Regions from separate parts of the Mus musculus genome. Here all the other regions are linked to region 1. The links are chromatin contacts, called in public promoter capture Hi-C maps. All regions are on one chromosome and are shown on one strand. Each heading gives the region's core, a stretch centred on a gene start, on an enhancer-like site or on the middle of the called end of the contact. The rest is flanking DNA. Distances are from core to core; before and after follow the strand shown.

Region 1 (4,289 bases), core at 1,195-3,694:
AAGTGGGCTTAATCCTGCATTCTATGTGAAGAATACTGGAGGAGCAGTACTCCCCTGTGTGGGTAAAACTCACTAGCTAACTATAAATCGTTTCTAGTTTTGGCAATTCCGTCTTCCTGTTCACTGGTTGCTCCCACTCTCAACGAGGAGCTATGCTCTGCAAAGTCCTGGCACTCTGTCTTGTGTGCCCCAGCTATGGCTTCCCCCAGTCCATACATAGATGAAATCAATGATGACTCACAGACCCAACCAGTGAAGACCTACTAGATCCAACTATTGACCTACTAAACTCAAACAGAGGCCAGTGGGAATCAATTGAGGTCATGTTAACAGTTGGCTTAAAGTAGTGGTTCTCAACTTTCTTTTTTCTTTTCTCTCTGTAGCCCTGGCTGTCCTGGAACTCACTCTGTAGACTAGGCTGGCCTTGAACTCAGTAATCTGCCTGCCTCTGCCTCCCAAGTGCTGGGATTAAAGGTGTGCACCACCACGCCCTGCCAGTTCTCCACTTTCTTAATGTTACAACCCGTTAATACTGTTCGTGTGTTGACCTCAACCATAAAATTATTTTCAGTGCGACTTCATAACTGTACCTTTGCTGTTATGAATTGGAACCTAACTATCTGATGTGCACATCTGTACATTTTACTACGGGACCCTGTCAAAAGAGTCTTTTGACCCCTCAAAAGGTCATGATGCACAAATTGAGAGCCACTGGCCTAAGGATTGACCCCAACAGCGATTCAACCAGACCACAGGCCTGTCAACCATACGTGTGTGTATCTATATTTATATGGACTTTTGTGTCCTGTAGTGATGTTGAGACAGTCGCATCCACCTTTCTAGAAGAAGCCAGTGAGACCACAGATGGTTATGTTACTTTCCAGCTTCCTGAGCAAAGATTTTTAGCAGATTGGCACCTCCGTGGAAAAAAAAAAAGCAAGTTTTCCCCAGTCTATCTTTTTTTTTAAAGTTTATTTATTATTTATTTTTTATGTATATGAATACACTGTAGCTGTATTGATGGTTGTGAGCTGTCATGTGGTTGCTGGGAATTTGAATTTAGGACCTCTGTTCGCTCTGGTTGACCTCTCTCACTTCAGCTTGGCCCTGCTCACTCCTGCTTAAAGATTTATTTATTATTATATGTAAGTACACTGTAGCTGTCTTCAGACACCCTAGAAGAGGGCATCAGATCTCATTACAGATGGTTGTGAGCCACCATGTGGTTGCTGGGATTTGAACTCAGGACCTTCGGAAGAGCAGTCAGTGCTCTTAACCGCTGAGCCATCTCTCCAGCCCTCTTTTTTTTTTTTTTAAATATTTATTTATTTATCTATCTATTTATTTATTTATTATATGTAAGTACACTGTAGCTGTCTTCAGACACTCCAGAAGAGAGCATCAGATTTTGTTATGGATGGTTGTGAGCCACCATGTGGTTGCTGGGGTTTGAACTCAGGACCTTTGGAAGAGCTGTCGGTGCTCTTAACCACTGAGGTATCTCACCAGCCCCCCCAGTCTATCTTTAAAACAACAGTTTCCACTGGGTATGATTATCACTGCACTTCATTCACCTGCATTTCTGAGAAGATTGCAACTTGGAACAAGCCTACTGCTACCTTGAGGGAATTGTAAAAAATTATAAGTCTGACGATGGTCCCAGCAAATGAGAACGCTTGAGGAAGTGGTCCTGCATAAAGATTGTGTAAGCCATTTATGAGCTCTGCCTTTACTTTGTGTGGGTTTAATAAATAAATGTTCATTGGGAAAAACGAAGTCTAGTTTTGGAAGGTTTAATAAAGTTATGGCTTTATTTTCCTAATTGGTTTTGTTTAGACGAAAAGTTCAAATTAATTTAAAGTCAGCTAACGACCTTGTCAGGAGTAAAAAAGATAGGTGGAGTGAAATCTGTGCAGGTGGGAAAATGTTAATGGACAATACTCTAACGGAATTAACGGACATTGGTTTGCATCTTTAACCCTCAAGAATAGAAAATCCACAGCTTCAAAAATGTCAAAAAGAAAATCTGTTAATTCATAAGACAAATACGGAGGCCATGGGACTTCTGGCTTGAGAGTTCCCTGCGGTCTGATTACACATTTGGAGTTTAAACCACAAGGTCCAAATGGGTGAGTTTGTTCTTGACAGCAATGGTTTCGGGACCATTACTAGGTCCTAGTCCCTCGCCCCTTCCATCCCTTCTTGTCTTCCACAAGCACGATTCGCCTAACACTTAACGTCCCTTCCTTCCTTCCCCATCTTCCTTTTCTCACCCAGTAAATCTTCCCTCTGCTCTCTTAATTTTAGAAATAGTTTTGAGACAAAGGAGAAAAGCCAGACGAGAAATCCCAAACTTATCGTGCAAACCCCGCCCACTCACGCCCGGACAAGACTTCCGGGTTCTGCCTCCGCGGCCGCGCCACTTCCTCTGACGTCACCGGTCAGAGGTGACCGGCAAGATGTCCGCAGGCGGCGGCGGCCGCTTAGAGCTCCTGTAGCGCGGCTCATCTGTGTGACAGGGGCCGGGCGGAGGCGGCTGAGAGTGGTCGGGGAGGGGACAGGAGGCGGAGGACGGGTGGCTAGGCGCTCCGGGTGCACGGGCCGCTACCGGGAATGCGCTGCAGCGCCCCGTGCAGCCTGAAAGGCGAGCCCCGCAGGAGCTCTTCATGCCGCCCACCGGCTTAGAGTCCTCCAGGATGAACAGGAAGAAAGGAGACAAGGGCTTCGAAAGCCCACGGCCGTACAAATTATAAGTACCTTTCCCCTACTCCGTTTCTCGCCCTGCTCTGATTTTGTTTTCATTGATTCTGTGAGTGACTTGATGAGTCCGGGAAACTAGTGGGAAATTAGAGCCCACTCCAGGGGACATGATGTTTGTAGGGTGAAACGGTTTTGAATAATTGTTCAGCATACTCCTTCCCCGCCCACGGGCTCATAAACCTTTCTTAAAGTACCGCTATATTTTTTTGTCAAGACAAACCTTTTCATGGCTGTTGCTCGATTTAAAATAAGCAGGTTACTCATTTTGTAGAATTCGAAGACAAACTACTGTGTGGTTTTTGAGCGGCTCAGTATATAGTCCCTATTCGTACTTAGATTTATGCTTTCATATAATAATAGTCGTTTCTTTCTTTTTTTTTATATATACAACCCATCAGGTCGTCTGTATCAACAACATAAACTTCCAGCGAAAATCAGTTGTGGTAAGATCACTCCCGGTCATCATAAGTCAGCCTTTCACAGTTCTTGGGGGGGATTCTATAGTCTTCCAGATTATATGGTGCCCCAGAATAAGACATAAGAATTCAAGTCTAGTTTGCTATACATGCTGTTCTCTGTTCTCCCCACCTTTTCCCATTTCCTGATTAAAATGTTCAAATATGCTAAGTATATTGTGCAATAGGAAGTCTTTATAGTCAAACACCTTCACATTGTGCATTAGACAGGACAGCCTGTAGTCATAGCAGTCTTAGATTCAGCTGTTCATTTATGGAGTGTCATTTGGAATATTTGTCACACATTGCTATTTGGGGATAGAACGTGAAAACATTAGGGAGTATTTGTAATTTAAGTTTTTACTTCAGCAGTATAGGAAACTCATGATACCTCTCAGTGAAGCTTAGCATTATTAGAGTCAACGTGATTGATAGAATTATACTGTGTTAGTTGAATTGCTCTTGTCTATAAGACATTCCTTTTTTGTTGTTGTTGTTGTTTTGTTTTTTGTTTTTCAAGACAGGGTTTCTCTGTATAGCCCTGGCTGTCCTAGAACTCACTCTGTAGACCAGGCTGGCCTTGAACTCAGAAATCCGCCTGTCTCTGCCTCCCAAGTGCTGGGATTAAAGCATGCACTACCACTGCCCGGCTATAAGACATTCCTTAAGGGATATGTATATTAACCCATTGATTCTTCACTGTAATCTCTTGACACAGATAAGATTTAAGTCCCAGCTCTTCCCCCCCCCCCATCCTGCTTGCTCTGGCCATATTTATTTCATATATGTGGGTACACTGTCACTGTCTTCAGACACAGCAGAAGACAGCATCGGATGCCCATTGCAGATGGTTGTGAGCTACCATGTGAATTGAACTCTGGACCTCTGGAAGAGCAGTGGGTGCTCTTAACTGTTGAGCCATCTCTCCAGCCCCCTCAGTCCAAATTTTATGAATGAGGGAGCTGAGTGTATACAGGTAAAGGGAAAATGGGTAAATAACGTATTGGTAGAAGAACAAAGCTACTGCCTACATGTAGCCCAGCAAAAGAGCCTCTGGTGGACATTGTTCACATG
Region 2 (4,273 bases), core at 985-3,484, 3.1 Mb before region 1:
TTCTTTCTTTCTTCCCGCCCTCCCCCACACCCTCCCAGGGTTTCTCTCAGTAGCCCTGGCTGTCCTGGAACTCTGTAGACCAGGCTGGCCTTGAACTCAGAAATCCGCCTGCCTCTGCCTCCCAAGTGCAGGGATCAAAGGCGTGCGCCACCAAGCCCGGCTAAGAATTTTTTTCTAACAGGATTTGGAACATGGTGGGACAATGTAAGGAGGGCGACCACAGCTCTTTCAGATCTTTTCTTAGCTCTTTTAGAATTTTCTCTAATAAGATTTACTGACACAGCTCTGTTAGCATGTCTCCTAGCAGCTAAACAGAAAAAGCTGGCAGAAGAGTGAACACAGCTCTTTTAGAATTTTTTTTCTGGCTTTCTGATTTTGATCAGAAAACCCAAGAATTACTTTTTGAGTATTTCTAACAGGATTTCTGACTTGGTCAGCAAACCCATGAGCTATCCAAAGAGCTTTTAGAACTTTTAATAGCAGAGAGAGCTGTCTTGAGCAGAAAGCTAGCTGTTTCAACCAAAAAGTTTTCAGAATAGCAAGAAAAAGCTGTCTCAAGCAGACACAGAGAGAGCAGTCTAGAAAGCCACATCAGCGGAACATAGACCACCAGCATGGACCAACAATTTGACTTCAAGTAGTTTTCACTGCTCCCAAACACCCCTTCTTTCAGAAACCCGGTCCCAGCTGAGGCCAGTCCTTGGCACTGCCAGGAAATTTATCTACCTTGTTTACTGCTCTATCCTCTGTGCATAGAATCAACCAACATACATTTCACATCCCTACGAAATATTTACTAAATAAATGGAAGACACAGAGTAAATGTTCCAGATAAAAACTAGCAGGATTTGGAAACCAGGCGGAGCAGATCTATAATGCAACAGCTAAAAAAGAAGGACTCCCAACCACCATGTAGACTCCAGATCTCATTCCACTTAGTTGTGTGGTCTGGGACAAACCACAACCATTCTATAGTTCAGCCTTTGTAGTGTCAATAATTACCACAGAACCTGTCTCCAAGACATCGCTCTACCACCCCCTGTTCTCAATCTGTGGGTCATGGCGTTGAATATCAGATATTTACACTACGATTCTTAACAGTAGCAAAATTAGTTGTGAAATAGCAACGAAGTTTTTACAGCTGTGGGTCACCACAACAAGAAGATCTGTATTAAAGGGTCACAGCCCTGGAAGATTGAGAACCAGGGCAAGCACTTGGACTTGAGCTAAAGTGGTCACTGGTCAGTCACAGCTGAATGCTAAGTTCTTAGAGTCCTTGTTTGAGTGACCAGCTAGAGTTGAGAGGAGTCTATTTAAATGATCCTGAGGTTTCTCCTGAGTTGGGATAGCAGTCCCTACACAAAAGGAAGATGAGGCCTAGGGACAAAAAAGGCAAGGTGAACGGTGTTTGCACAAGCAGCCTAGGACACTAACCTCACAATCCCGGGGCCTTGTGTAAAACAGCAGCACACCCTTCAGTACCTCAGAGTTCTTCCAAGCTGCAATCACACCAGTACCTACCTCTTGGGATTACTGTGAGGTTCAACTGAGTTAATTTACACCATGCACGCAAAACAATGCCTAGCATATGGCAAGGATGGTGCAAATGCAACCATTATCATATGGCCAGTAAGGTAATGCCAGTAAGGTAATCAGGGTAGCCAGTTGCCTGAACTGGATTTCCTACTACCACAAATTCTGTGTCTCCATTGTCTTTAAAATTATAAAGACGTATACTTCAACCTGAATCAATGCAGACTTCAACAGTTACCATTGGGTCTCCAGCCTAACTCCCCTCCCTCCCTTGTCCCTATGCACTAAGACGCCCCGACTTCACCCCACTGCTCAGGCTCAGCTAAGGAGACCAGAAATGCGTTCCCCACCCTCCTCATCCCGGCGCTAAACCCGGGCAGTGTAGGCCAGCAGCAGCACTCAGGGGAGCATCCAGGAGAGGGGCGCATTGGTGGCGGCGCGCGAAACCGCGCAGATTCCCGGGGTCCGCGCCCGCGCTCTCTCACCAATAGCAGCTGTTGTAGACACATGCGTCCCGCGTAGGACAGACCGGCTGGTACTGCGGGGCCGTGGCGGCGGGGCCGTCCCCCTCCATGACCCGAAGCTGTGGCTCACAGGTCAACTAAACAACCCGCTGGCCGCAATTGTCGCCAGTCTCCCAGGAGGAGAGGACAACAGAGTAGGCGGCCAGGACAGTTTCCGGGTGGGAGAGCCGAGAGCCGGGTGGGCGGGGCCCCGTGCAGCGTGAGGGCGGAGCCCGGGATGACGAAGCCTGCGTGGTTCCGGGTGGGCGGGGCCTGAGAGAATGAGTGGGATCTGAGGGGGGTGGGGGTGGGGCGAGGCTGGTGGAGAGGGGGCTGGGAATGCGAATCTTAGGATGACTTGAACTGTGTAGTTCTTGCCAGGTTTTGCGTGGTGGGTGGAGCCTGTGGCAGAGCGGGATGCACTTAGAGGCTTCCCTCTCGCCCCGCCCCCCCCACCACCCGGACCCCAAACCGAACCTGTTCTTGAGCTACGCTGCGTAGACCTAGTCGCCCTCCCATGGAGGGATTGCTTGTGTTGTTGCCAGTGTTTAGATATGAGCTTCCGGATACACTTAAAACTCCAGCTAAGGTTGCCCGCTGTGTGAAACCAGAAGAAACTCTAAACTAAGAGATGCTTGGGCACGCACGAAAGCTGAACCTTTAGAGCAGGAACTGAGAAAGAAAGGCGAACGGGGGGGGGGGGGGGGGGTGTTAGTGCAGTGCACCCAGATCTCACCATATTGTAATTTAATTTCTTCTCATCTGGATCTCTCTCCCTCTCCGTGTGTGTGTGTGTATTTTAAAGAAAAAAAGTTTTAACCAGGTGTGGTGACAGACACCTAAAGTCCTTGCATGCAGGAGACTGAAGCAGGAGGATTGCTTCTAATGCAAGGTGATCCTAGACTACAAAAGAATTTTTCTTTTAAAAAAAAAAAGATTTAAAGAGTCTGGATAGCATTTTGTGTTAATCATATTTATTTTCAAAAGAGAAGACACCAAATTGCTAAAACAGTGTTTATGCATAGTGAATTAAAGACATAGAGAACTGTCTCTATAGACATCCCAGTCTCCTGTGTGTGCCTTAAGTGCTCAGAGAACCTCCCTGCAAACGCTGGACTTCTTAAGATTAGATTATAGGCCACCCACAGACTCTCAGCCTTCTGAGACCCCAACCCCATAAAGTGCTGTGCTGGTGGTATTCTGGTGAACTTCAGCTGCTGTCCAAAACCCATAAATCCTACAAACTAAACATGTGTTTGTGTCTGTTACCAATTTATTGTTTCAGCTTGAATACTCCCTTCAACAGAGGCTGGGAGGCAGGGAGTGGCAGTCATGAAGCCTCTCTTGGTTAGTACAAAGTGAGTGTGAAGTTAAGCTTTCTCAGTAGAAGGATGGAAAGAGATTGCAAGGGAAAGAGGATCCCTGCAGTTTCTAGAAGGGACCAGAGCTAGTTGTGTGATCATCCTGCCCTCCAGTGGAGTCAGCTCTGGACAGACACCAGAACTTGGGGAAGCCTGCTTGCAGTTGTGTGTGGACAGCAATGGCCTTCTGTCTTAATCAGGGTTTCTATTCCTGCACAAACATCATGACCGAGAAGCAAGGAAAAGCAAGTTGGGGAGGAAAGGGTTTATTCAGCTTACACTTTCACATTCCTGTTCATCACCAAAGGAAGTCAGGAAGCAGGAGCTGATGCAGAGGCCATGGAGGGATGTTACTTACTGGCTCGCTTCCCCTGCCTTGCTCAGCTTGCTTTCTTATAGAATCCAAGACTACCAGCCCAGGGATGGCATCACTCACAATGGGCCCTCTTCTGCCCTGGATCACTAATTGAGAAAACACCTTACAGCTGGATCTCACGGAGGCATTTCCTCAACCGAGGCTCCTTTCTCTGTGATAACTCCAGCCTGTGTCCAGTTGACACACAAAACCAGCCAGTACACCTTCTATCCTCTTTCCTCCCTCCATAGCACTTTTGCCCCAGGTGCTATGAGAATCAGCCCTGCTGCTTCTCAGACTCGCCCTCATCTGCCTCACACAACATCCAGCCCTACTCACCTACCCACACACACCATGGTCCACCCTTAAAGTCACAAGTATAGGGCTGGAGAGATGGCTTAGCAGTTAAGGGCACTGCCTGCTCTTCCAGAGGTCCTGAGTTCAAGTCCCAGCAAGAACATGGTGGCTCACAACCATCTATAATAGGATCTGATGCCTACTTCTGGTGTGTCTGAAGACAG
Region 3 (4,617 bases), core at 1,193-3,692, 3.1 Mb after region 1:
AGTTTCTCTCTTTCCTTATGCCCCTCATCAAACTCGTTTAATTCTTTTGCAGTGAAAATACTATATTGGTGGTATCCTTTCCTCAACTGGTAGTAATTTAATACATTTTAAATGTTTGTTTGTTTGTTTGTTTTTCGAGATAGGGTTTCTCTGTATAGCCCTGGCTGTCCTGGAACTCACTCTGTAGACCAGACTGGCCTTGAACTCAGAAATCCGCCTGCCTCCGCCTCCCAAGTGCTGGGATTAAAGGTGTGCGCCACCATGCCCAACTAATACATTTTTTAATTTGTAAATTTTTTAACATCATAAGGTCTTCCTGACATTATTTTAAGAGCTCCACCCCAGCTCTATTTGCCCATTTGTCAATAATTTTTCTAGGCAGTTTTGCTGGATAAAAGAAACAATGAATACCAAACTGAAACAACACACCTGGAAAAAATACTGTCAATCTTATTTTATTAAATTTCTGTTATAAAAATGGTCACTGTCAAATATTTCCAGGGAGGTAACTGAAATGTTCTTGGTATTGAACTGTTAATATGATGAAGTTTTTGGACAAAAGTCTTAATGATCTATAAGGCTCTAATCCAGGTTCTGCCTCCCCCCCCCCTTCAGTTCTTTGTAACTCAAATCAACATATGCACTCTCCATCCTCTCTAGGCCCACTCCTGAACCCAGATGATTTTGATTTGGTGATTCACCCATATGCCTGGGCAGATCCTACACCCAGCCTTGACATGGCCTGTGAAATCCTGTTCTCAGAGTTGACTCAAATCTTTCCTTTCCCATGAGGTGGGTGTAACTATGAATTAAACTTAAATGTAACACACACACACACACACACACCCCGAGGGATTATTTTCACTCATTTAATTCATACATATTGTATTGTGTTGGTATTTGAAATACGGACTGTTATCCCTAACTTCTTTGCTTCTCTATGTCTGTGCCTGATTATATTTTACTACATATCTTATCCTTAAATGACATTTCTTATCAAAATCCAGATAAACAGCAAAATCATTATCAGTGTTTTATCAGTGTTTTAAACCCATTTCCTTCTGCTTAGTCCAAGACCTTAAGGCATTTTACTTGGGGAGTTTTCTTTATTAAACAAATGCTTTTTTTTTTTAAACAAATGCTTTATACCTTATTTTTTTCATTTACTGTAAAAGCTTTAAAGTTATGCCAAAACACATTGTGATATTCCCAAAAATCTTGTCAATCCTCTTACTCTAAGCTTCCTACTTACTCTAGTGTTTTTGACATATATAATCCTTTTTCAAGAGTTGATCAGTTCCGAGGAACAGCTCTGCAAAACTGTGTGCAGTTCTAAACCAAAATCTGCTACTGTATGTTTTATAATCCTCCTACCGTTTTCCTCTCTCAAATGTGTTGTGTGTTATCATGAGACAGACAAGCAGAACAGAACTGCTTTATAAAAAGGCTTTAGAGAATGACAGCAAGCAGTTTCTCGGTCAGTTATTAAGTCAAATCATAAAAGTCATTACTACGTAGCCAAAAAAAGGAAAGTGGATTATTTTCCAATGAATAGAGGTGAAATCTGTTAATTAAATCTGTCCTGTCAAAGGTTTGTTAAGCAAACTGCCTAAAGTTGACACACGCACCTTCAGCAGGTGTTTCCAAACTGTCAGTAGCTAACTCCCACAGTAAGAAATTTACTGATGAACCATAAGCAAGCATCTGCTTCAAAGAATCAAATGTTGTTTTGTTGGTTTTTGTTATTGTTGTTTTGGTTTGAGATAGGGCTCCTCTGTGTAGTATTGGCTGTCCTGGACCTTGTGACCAAGCTGGTCTTGAACTCACAGAGATGCACCTGCCTCTGCCTTCCGAGTGCTGAGGTTAAAGGCGTGTACCACCACCGCCAGAGAATCAAATGTTGTTAAAGGGAACTTTCAAGAACATATATGAGACTCCATGAATGGGAGACCAAAGTTAGTTTAGGAACTGCGTGTAAAAGGAATCTACTCTCAAAAAATTTCTCCCAGGGCCTCGGTAGCATGCTTTTTGCTGCAAACCTAATATAAGCACAGGTTGGCCGAACCAATTAGGCCTTACTTTTCCAGCAGCTAGCTTAAGATTTTTGTTTCCTTCGTCGCTGTACAAGGTCATTAAAATAATTTTTATTTTTGCCGGGCGCAAAGAAAACTGGCCAACAGCAAAGACCTGCTTTAACTCGAGTTCAAGTTAAACCCCAATTAGTTACACGGTGTTGCGCAGGCGCTGCATTTGCCAACTCTGACGCTCCGCAAACCTCTTCAAGGAACCCTTTGCGCCTGCTCCGTGGCCAATAGGTGGCTGGTCCAGAGACAAGGAAGTGGTCAGCGCGCCTGCGCCGCCCCTTCTGTGGGTGGGGGGCGGCTCCGGCGGGTTGCGCAGGCGCACACGTACCTTTTTGACCGTAAACATCCTGCCGATTTGAACCGAGGATTTGGGCGGCCGGAAGAGCCGCGCCGTAACGGCCGCCATCTTGTTTGTTTGAGTGAATCGGAAAAGGAGGCGGCGGCCGTGGCGGTGGCGGGAGCAGCTCCGAGGCTACACCGCACAAGGGCTCCCCCTCTCCCCGCCCCCTCCCCTGACCCTTCCCCCCCTCCCCGGGCCACCCACCCCTCCCGGCTCCCCGCCGAGATCCAGGTAAGCGATCGGGCCGACCCCTCCTCGGGCTCTGGCTCCCTCCCCGGTGCTCTGCCCCGCCGGGTTGCTCCCGGGGCGCGGGCTCCGCGGCCCGCAGTTGCGGTGCGAGGCGGCCGGCGTTGCGGCCCCCGAGTGCTGCCAGCTCCCGGGCAGCGCCCGGCGACCCCGCGCTCTCCGGGCCCCCTACGTCCCGGGGCCGCCCTCGCCTGGGGGGGTTCCTCGCTGCCCCGGGGCCGTGCACCGCGCCTGCTGACTTCCTAATGGTTCCGCCGCAGTCCAGGGCCCACAAAAGCGACCCTCGGCCGCGCGGAGGTGGGACAGCGGGATCCCGGGGCTGACGGGGAGAGAAGGGGAGGTTTGAACGAGCCCGCTCTCGGAGCTGGCCGCCCCCTCGGGGGGGAAGATGGCTGTCTGCAAAGACGCGGGACTCAGGGCGGGAGCCGTCAGGGAGACTCCTGGGCGGGCGGGCGCGGTGCATCGGGTGTGGAGTCCGGGGTCCGGGTCGCGCCAGGCGTGTGCTGGCCGCAGGGATCGTGGACTCACTCGCCTGTTCTTCTGTCTCCCTCAACCGGATTTCTCTATAATGTATATATTTGTGTGTTGGGCATCTCAGAAATTGGACCGGCTGTTTTAAAACACGATCGAATAACATTGCTTCCAAGAACATGAGTGTAGCTGGTATTCCCCTTAACTTTTCTAAACTTTTTTTTTTTTTTTAATTTCTTTAATGGCTAAGGATCGAGTGTTGTAGAGACGTTCCGAGGCTGGGTGCCTTTTTCGTGGCACAGAAAGGCTTTGAGTAGGCTCTGCCAGGATAGTGTAAGGTGACACTGTCGAGGTGTTCAACTAGACCAAGCGGCCTTCTTCAAATTTAAGAGGGAAACGCTGTGGACGTTTTCTTCGTGCTCTCTGATTTGTTAAGCTGTCTTCAGCGTTCCAAAACGCGTTGGTGTTTGAATGGCTTATGGAAGTGGCTTCTGTACTTCGGCTTCTCTTTACAAAGGAAAGTTAATATTTGCTCTCCTTAAACTGTATTGGAAGAGCTTCGGCGTCGTCCCGTCCCGTGCCCACCACCCCCACCAAGGGTGCAAAATCCTATTAAAAATCAAATGCCAGTGAACTGAAAGGCTGCAGGGTTTTGGAACAGACTGAAGTCGCTTTCTTAAATTGTAAATACCTTTAAGGTTGGAGGCAACTTTCTTTAAGAAGGTATTGGTGAAGGTGTGTGCCTTGTCCAGTGTTTGAATTATCTTAGAGTTTGTATAACCAAAGTTACAGAGTTGTTTAAGGAGTGGACACGGTGCTTTTTGTATTATGCACAGTAAATTGGGAATTTCTTTTCAGACTTAGCAAAACATGCAGATTCTGAGAGAGTTATACTTGGGTAGTTGGGAAAACTTAATTCTTATTCTTTTTTTTTTTTTTTTTTTTTTTTTTTTTTGGTTTTTCGAGACAGGGTTTCTCTGTATAGCCCTGGCTGTCCTGGAACTCACTTTGTAGACCAGGCTGGCCTCGAACTCAGAAATCCGCCTGCCTCTGCCTCCCAAGTGCTGGGATTAAAGGCATGCGCCACCACGCCCGGATGAAAACTTAATTCTTGAGAAATATATTTTGTTTTCCATCCTACCTTAAAGGTGTGAATATTCTAACTGGGCAAGTTGATTTTTGAGACTTCTGTTTGAATCTGCTTTTGAGACTACATGTGCTGTTCCGTTTAATTGTCATTATCCCTAAAGAATATTATGTTGACTTTGTAGTTGATATAAAGTCAGGCTTGTGTTTTGTTATTGTTGTTAGGAGAGGTGAGGAAATCCGATTATGTACCCCAGGCTGCCCTTGAAGATCCTCCTGCCTCAGGCTCAGGACTCCTAGGATGATGGACACCAAGGCCAGGCTAAACTTCAGACATGAAATGACTTCTTAACCATTGCAAATAACCAAGTAAAGAAGGAGTTTAAATTT

Evidence for each region. Promoter capture Hi-C pulls out the DNA fragments that hold promoters and counts their contacts.
Region 2: a promoter capture Hi-C map of pre-B cells shows a contact between it and region 1. The contact joins the promoter of Wdyhv1 here to the promoter of Taf2 in region 1. A contact is called at or near these places in 5 of 39 promoter capture datasets (cranial neural crest, liver, maxillary cranial neural crest and 1 more).
Region 3: a contact with region 1 is called in a promoter capture Hi-C map of pre-B cells. The contact joins the promoter of Rad21 here to the promoter of Taf2 in region 1. A contact is called at or near these places in 1 of 39 promoter capture datasets (pre-B cells) and 1 of 484 Hi-C or Micro-C datasets (pre-B cells).

Annotation. Positions count from the first base shown.
Region 1 is chr15:55,070,307-55,074,595 of GRCm38.p6, reverse strand. Taf2 (TATA-box binding protein associated factor 2) reads left to right here and starts at 2,444. Exons shown (of 26, transcript NM_001081288.1): 1 at 2,444-2,749; 2 at 3,149-3,203. The coding sequence starts at 2,667.
Region 2 is chr15:58,139,327-58,143,599 of GRCm38.p6, reverse strand. Wdyhv1 (WDYHV motif containing 1) reads right to left here and starts at 2,234. Exons shown (of 6, transcript NM_029734.2): 1 at 2,019-2,234. The coding sequence starts at 2,107. Gm23475 (a small nuclear RNA gene) reads left to right here and starts at 331; the gene lies at 331-392.
Region 3 is chr15:51,989,585-51,994,201 of GRCm38.p6, reverse strand. Rad21 (RAD21 cohesin complex component) reads left to right here and starts at 2,442. Exons shown (of 14, transcript NM_009009.4): 1 at 2,442-2,655. Gm52217 reads right to left here and starts at 3,227. Exons shown (of 2, transcript XM_030248881.1): 1 at 2,413-3,227. The coding sequence starts at 3,133.